Linked DNA regions of Gasterosteus aculeatus: region 2 is linked to region 1. Evidence: chromatin contacts called from public Hi-C data. All regions are on one chromosome and are shown on one strand. Each heading gives the region's core, a stretch centred on a gene start, on an enhancer-like site or on the middle of the called end of the contact. The rest is flanking DNA. Distances are from core to core; before and after follow the strand shown. Region 1 overlaps mtnr1al (melatonin receptor type 1A like). Region 2 overlaps glra1 (glycine receptor, alpha 1).

What was found. Hi-C and Micro-C count contacts between places; a contact is called where the count stands out from the background.
Region 2: a Hi-C map of skeletal muscle shows a contact between it and region 1, with 1.9 times the contacts expected there. The contact joins two enhancer-like sites. A contact is called at or near these places in 2 of 6 Hi-C or Micro-C datasets (liver and skeletal muscle).

The regions. Positions count from the first base shown.
Region 1 is chr4:4,482,766-4,486,445 of fGasAcu3.hap1.1, forward strand. It overlaps mtnr1al (melatonin receptor type 1A like), which reads left to right. Exons shown (of 2, transcript XM_040175323.2): 2 at 1-2,379. The coding sequence ends at 368. It overlaps slc36a1 (solute carrier family 36 member 1), which reads right to left. Exons shown (of 12, transcript XM_040175322.2): 12 at 3,527-3,680. Among protein-coding and RNA genes, the nearest start is that of mtnr1al, 11 kb to the left of the region's middle. Within about 2 kb of position 1,541, at least 1 of the 9 cell types and tissues checked has open chromatin away from gene starts, as enhancers often do.
Region 2 is chr4:4,545,585-4,549,094 of fGasAcu3.hap1.1, forward strand. It overlaps glra1 (glycine receptor, alpha 1), which reads right to left. Exons shown (of 9, transcript XM_040174385.2): 8 at 3,370-3,510. Among protein-coding and RNA genes, the nearest start is that of g3bp1, 20 kb to the left of the region's middle. Within about 2 kb of position 1,652, at least 1 of the 9 cell types and tissues checked has open chromatin away from gene starts, as enhancers often do.

The DNA of each region.
Region 1 (3,680 bases), core at 291-2,790:
TCATCCTGCCCATCGCCATCGTCAGCTACTGCTACCTGCGCATCTGGATCCTCGTCATCCAGGTGAGGAGGCGGGTCAAGCCCGACTCGCGGCCGAAGATCAAGCCGCACGACATCCGCAACTTCCTCACCATGTTTGTGGTGTTCGTGCTCTTCGCCGTCTGCTGGGCGCCGCTGAACCTCATCGGCCTGGCGGTGGCGCTGGACTCCAGGCTGAGCCGGGCGATACCGGAGTGGCTATTCACGGCCAGCTACTTCATGGCGTACTTCAACAGCTGCCTCAACGCCGTGGTCTACGGCGTCCTGAACCACAACTTCCGGAAGGAGTACAAGAGGATCGTCATGATCATCTTCAAGTTTCACTGCTGAGACGGCCGGAGGGATCTGGGCCTCGTTGTTCAGCTTTTGTGACGGGAGTATGTTATTAGAAATAAAATCTTCACCTCGACAAAGAGAGGAAGAGAAAACAAATACAAGGTACCGCATTAAGCAAAAAGGACAAATACTTGGAGGTAGCTGGAGGTGAAGAGGAGGAGAGATAGGCAGAGGAGAGAGACAAAGTGAAATAAACGATGCCATACAGTTATCAGTGATGCCTTCAGGGAACTCGAGAGACTTTGCAGAGGTAGTCGGAGAGAGAGGGCTTATCACGACTCCTTTTGGTTCTTTTTTGTGAAGTCATACTGTAATTTGTTGTTGGGTTTTACAAACCTTCTGATCATTGTATTTCTGTAAGCGGCGTAGCATTAAAGCATCATGGGATCAGCAAGCTAAGAGAAGGGCCACTACTTAGTTAGCTGGCTGGCTAACTCCACCATGCATAAACGCTGCTACGGCGCAGGTGTGTCGCTTCCAATGTTCCCCTGCCTCATCGCCCGCCAGCTGACGTTAGCCTAGCTAGCTAGCTACCAAGCTAACTACCCAGCAATCTGTCTCAAGAACTGCGTTTTCCCTCCTCCTGGCGAGCTGCACTGTTGTTGTCACCATGACCACGGCCAGTTGCTAACCCATTAATGTGAATGGCGTAAGGTCTACCTCGCAATCATCGAGACTCTCCGGTACGATCAGGGCTCTTTATGGACGAGACATTGAAAGTTCAGGACTTGACCGTTGGTACCAACATGTGGGACGGACACCGCCGGTCAGTGGTGCTTTGTCAAGTCTTTCATCCTCTGGGAACTTTCTCACCTCATCGGCCTCTTCTATCTGGGACTAAAAACTCTCTGCGTTGATCAAACATGAAGACTTTTTCTCGCACCTGGAGGCGTCCGGGTATTCGGCACCTAAGTGGAAAAAAGAAAATCCGGCCTCGCTGCGGTTTAAAAGCAATACCCTTTCATTTCAACCTTAGAGGCTGTTCTTTTCAGGTCGCAAAAAGCACTTAATTACACATGAAAATATACCATCAAATCAACATCAAAACAAAGAAGAGACGTTATTATGTCCTGAAGAGTGTTTCGACCGCTCACTGTTGCACGCTGCTGGAAAGTGGAGGCTGAATGTTGCTTTTCTGGTGAGTAAGCGGGTGTCTCCACTGTGTGTGTGGATCAAGCTGCTCTGGGACCAGTTAGACCACCGAGGACCTCACACAGGGCCGAGGTGTCGGAGGGAATGTGTGTGAAATGTTGCCGCTCCCAAACCCAGTGAGGATTTTTTTGGCGGGGATTTAAATGCTCTTTATTACCCAGACGGCCTTGACTGGATCATTTGTAGAGCACAGCGTGAGAGGGCTTTTGTTTTACGGAGCCAGGTCAGATGTTTCTGTGTTTCCACATGCTAAGCTAACCAGCTAAGGACTCGTGTTCGCTTCACGGAACTGGACATGGATTATCGATGTAAACATATAACGCTTCCACAAACTATATCTCTTCAATAAACGGATTTACTCGGTGAAAGGTTAGAATGGAATTTTGAACAAATGGACAGTTTGGCCATTTCTTTAAATTAAAGTAATAGTTTGGGATTAGCATGGATTAGCACATTCGTTAAAATGATTTGTTAATAAATATAAAAAGTTTCAATTGCATAGATGACTAGATTTCAGTATTGAATTAAAATTATTTAAATATATTGAAACAAGGGACATAGATGTCTCAACTTAAAATGTTAAAAAATCTTTTACCTGTAGTTTTTTCTTTCTAAAAATCAATGCAATAGATTGAGCTTGCCGTTATTTTTGTGTTTGAAAAAAAAATGTAGTTATATATGAAAAAAATGGGAAGCCAACAGTCGACAAGAATGTACCGGTTGTCCTTTCATACGCTGTTTTTTTGCACATCACCTTGAAGAATGTTTCCTCTGAACGTTTGTAACGTTAATGAGACACAAAGACGCCAACAAGCCCCAAAAACATGTCTTAATAAAAAGAAGGTTAACTGTGTCGCTTCTTTGTTTACGAGTGTGCTCACTGAGAAGGCAACACACAATCTTTAGCTCGCTCATATTGTTCTATAGATATTTTCAGCTCGCGTTGAATGTTTGACAGTGACATTAACATCAGATCTTAATGTGCGGGGGGATTTTAAGAGGAAAATGTGGATCAATTAAAACATTTAACACAACTCAGAAAGGCAGTAGAAAATCAAACGGAACTTATTCCAGCTAACAAGTTTTTTTCCCCAGAGAACAGACATTTTGAAAAGACGTGTAGGCAGGTAAACAATTTGTAAAGCTTTATAGTTTGAGGTGTAGAGTGTTTTTTGCTATTTCAATTCAATAACGGAGTTAAAAAGTCTACATTTGGCGTTTTGATACGTACATCCCTTCTCTTTGTGTTTCCATCCCTCAAGGTCAAATGAACGTCTCACGTAGCGATCCGCTTTCTCTCTACTGAGCGCGCACACACACACACACACGCTATCCCTGCTCCCTCCTGTTGCTGCGGTAACGGGGCGATGCGAGGGGCAGTTGGTCAGTAGGGAGGAGTTTTCTGCCTGAGTGTTTTCACAGTAGGAGACCAGATGAGCGAGAGACAAAGAAAAGAGAAATTCAGGTAGAGGCTTAAAATGAGGTCAGTGTGCTTCCTGCTTATTCCAGCACTGTGAATTCAAGGGGAGTCCATTATTATTTAATTGTGCAAATAAAATAAAAAACCTCTCCATGCTCTGTAGACCGAGCACTCGGTTGGTATCAATTGGACAGAATGAAGCCGGAAGAACCATCCAAGTGGCAGTGACCTCCCTCCGGTCTATTTACCTCTGGACGGGATTGTCTCCTTTCATTAGGATGGCCCACAAATTCCATATTTTAAAAAAAGCGCCAATGTCTTTTGCCCCATTTTCAGAGAGGTAGATATAGAACCATCTACGTAGAACCATGAAGTTTGTAGCTCTGTCTTAAAGCATCCCGGCACTACTAAATTGTACTAAATGCACTATCAACTTGCTTACGTTTGCTGAGGTAATTGATCAAGAGAGAAGGGATTTTCTCGAGTAGTCGCCCCCCTGGTGGTCACTATAGAGAACGCAGCTTTATGACGTGAAAATGATTTCAGTAACTAAAAAAAAAAGAAAGACAAGGCACATAGATACTTTTTAATGTTATTTATTCATGAAGGAATTAAGCGATGAAAGCATTAAATTTACATTTAAATGGTCAGTTACAATTCATTTATCAAATAGAAATCTCAACATTTATATAGTGCAGATTTTTAAAACATAGGGGATCTGGAATTTTGCATTT
Region 2 (3,510 bases), core at 402-2,901, 63 kb after region 1:
CACTGATCGATGAGGCATCGGGGCAGAAACCCCAGAAAACCTCTCATCACAAAGCCTCCACGCATTAAACGGATGCAAATTTGTCATTATTACATAAATTAAGGTTTCCTGCAGTGGTTCCTCTACCATCATATCAGCCCCCCCCCCCATAACGATGCATGACTATTTCTCCATCCCATTAAGGTCAACGGAAGGCGTCCCGGTTCTGCTATTTCCTACGGGAGCAGCAGGAGATACAACAGGAAGGAACGACGATAAAAAAAACACCAAAGATCCGTTTTGGTCTCTTATTCCGTCTCCACGTCCCCCGAAATGGATTTAAGTCACATCAAGCTCTCACAACATACAAAGCATGTTATGTGTGGGGAACGCTCAATGTGGTGAGGGGACACGGTCTCTCCTGAATGGAAATTCTGCCAATAAGACTAAAAATGCAAACGTTTGTTTCACTGGACAGTAAATCCTCCGTTGGTGGGGGGTGAACCTGACTGATGGCCCCCTGAGAGCCGTAATGGAGGTCCGTGGATCACATTAGAGTCACATTAGGACGGGCCAGAGAGCTTAATTAAGAGTCTCTCCCTCTCTCCTTCTTATTGAGGGAGGGGGGGCATTTAGGTTTATTCATTGTTGAATAAAAGTCCAGAGGTGCTGAATTCAAAACTGTTTTAGGCTTTTGAATAATCCCTACATTTGGAGCACATTATACAAACCTCTCGGCAAAATTTAAATAGCTCAAATATTCGCCTGTGTTTCCTCAGAAGTCCTCTTTCGAGAGGAAAACACCTGTTGCTCTCAAGGTCGGGAAGAGTTGAGGTTGCACGGCGAGTTTATTTGTTAAGAACGCTGTTGGGGTTGAATTCAGTTTTTCTTTACATGCCTGACCGTTTCTATCATGGATTGAACCACAGTCCAATGAGGAAGACACAAAGTCAAACATTGTAAAATCTTAAACTGCGCCAAATGTTACTTTTATTACTCTCTACATTTCATGCACATAGATAGTTCGGCTCCGCGTCGATGACGTCAAAGTGGTTTTTAATTCAAATCTAGAAGGTGTCCCACTGAAGGTTGGTTTCAATCTGACATTAATAAACAAAGTGTTCTGTGGGTCACGTTTGTTTCTGCTGCTACAGGTTGATGAGGCAGCGTATTGGTGAAAAGCCTGGAGATGTTTGTCCTCTCCGTATCTGCATCCTGTGGCGCCGCGTCCGTTTTCTCATAAAATCTTCATCTTCGGTCTTTAATTTGCACGTTTCCCGCCGTGCAGAGGGGCAGAAGTAAGTGCTTAAGTGTGAGCTCGCACACCACCGCCTCCCCGCCGCATGTTCAGGGAGAAGAACCCCTGGTGGATAAATCACACAGACAGCGGTCACCCGGACTCACCTCGGGCCTGGAAAAGCCCGTCGGTCACGTGGCGCGACCGACACTAAAACAAAAAGCTTAGCTCCTGCCCTCAATTCACGGCAGCGAAGGAAAGGAGGCAAAAAAAAAAAAGAAGCTCTCAGGTGTAAAAAAAACAACCAAAACGCTGACGTCGGCGGACCAAACGAGCTCCCTTTGACGAAACCCAGATGACGTAACGGAGCGCCGGCCTAATTTCACCTCCCAGCCTCCGTCGTGTGTAACAGGGGAAGAGAGAATAAACCGTGCAGAAGCTTGTTGGGATGTGGGTCGATCCGGAGCCCGGCGCCATCTCTGCACATTCACCTGGAAGTGCAGCGGCAGCCGGACGGCTAATCCGCCTCTTCAGCCCCATCGCGGCTCAGGGGATTACAACAACAGGATTTACGGTTTAGACTTTTTTTCATATATATATATATTTGTCTTTTTTTTTTTTTTGTGCCTCTCCCCCTCCAGGATTTTTGATCAAACCCGGCGCCACCGTCGTCTACGATTATGTCTGACGTGTCTTCTCCCAACCTAGGGGGCGGGGTCCTCTCAGGTGGTCACGAGATGAATCACAGCGGTCGCCAGGGGAAATGACAGTTTTGTTGTAGTTGCTGAGCAGGATATGCCAATAAAAACAGCAGCTATAATCAGTTTAAGCCTGCAGCTTTTCAATCACACATGTTGTTGTTTCTTTACCTTTGATCGGATGCCGTATTGTCCTTTATTATGTGGACATTTTTTAAGGAACAAAATAAATTACTGCTACTACTCTAAATTCTTATAATTACTACACGGTCTGTTTAGTGACAATTCAGAAGTTTTTGATCATGAAACATGATACTCATAAGCATAAATAGTTATGCATAATATAGTCTTTACTTATTCATTGATTTTAAATATATTTAAGGACATCCCCCCTAGTATTTGTAGACATTTCATAGAGAAGAATATAGCCACACTAAGTCAAACATACCCAGGATCCTCTCTCCATCCTTCACCCTAAACGTCCTCCCTCCACAGCAGCGCCGTCACTTTCCCGGACTTGCGAGGACACTCGATCTTCGCGATTCCAGAAACTCTCCAACGTGCTCACACGCGCTAAAACGTGTCGAATGCAATCAAGCAGCTGCAGCCGCGGCAGCACGAACACATGCCCTACAACGGCGAAATGCACGACAGCACTCACGGAGGCACTCATGCATCCTCACCGGCTGTAAGGATACGGTCTCTCCATTTCACATGCACGCACACACACACACACACACACACACACACACACACACACACACACACACACACACATACACACACACACACACACACACACACACACACACTCACACACACACACACACACACACACACACACACACACACACACACACACACACAGGACTGTACGTACTGTTCACTGCAGGCTCATTGTTACATTTCTTGTGGGTGTTTTTCTTGTCCTCTACCTTCGCACACACACAGACACACACACACACACAATCAACCATCTCTTCAACATTCCTTGCAGGCCTGACAGCTTTACTCCTTATTCAATGCAGCAGCTTCGGGCTGATGAATCCAACCAGACAAGTAGAATTGATTGATTAAATGCTTTAAAGGCAAAACAAACCAGAGAAAGCGGAGGAAGAGAGAAGAGAAGCCCTGATGCATCTCAGCGCTGCGTCTTGACGTTGTGCTTTGTCATTTTTACTAAATATATCCAAGTCAGTTTAAGGGGGAATTAAATAAACGGACATATTTCCAGGTCTCCACTTTGTCTTTGTTACATAAAAAGCGCGCTTCTCAGTGAGGAGGATGGTAAATGTGTTTTGGATCTCAAAGAGACAGAGACAGGTTGTTGGTCATCACCAAGTTTACGAGCATCAGTGCTGGATGAAGCTTTGTTTACACATTCGTACAAACAAGCATAAAGAGTGTCAATCATTTGGCATTTGCAGCTGCTGTCTTAGAGGCAGAGGCGCTCACCTTCTCGTGTCGTCGCCTCCGTCTGAAGCGCAGCAGCTCCTTGTGTTGGCGGGCGATGAAGTTGACGGCGGCGTACTCCAGCAGGGCGGAGAAGACGAACAGCAGACACACGGCCATCCAGATGTCGATGGCTTTGACGTA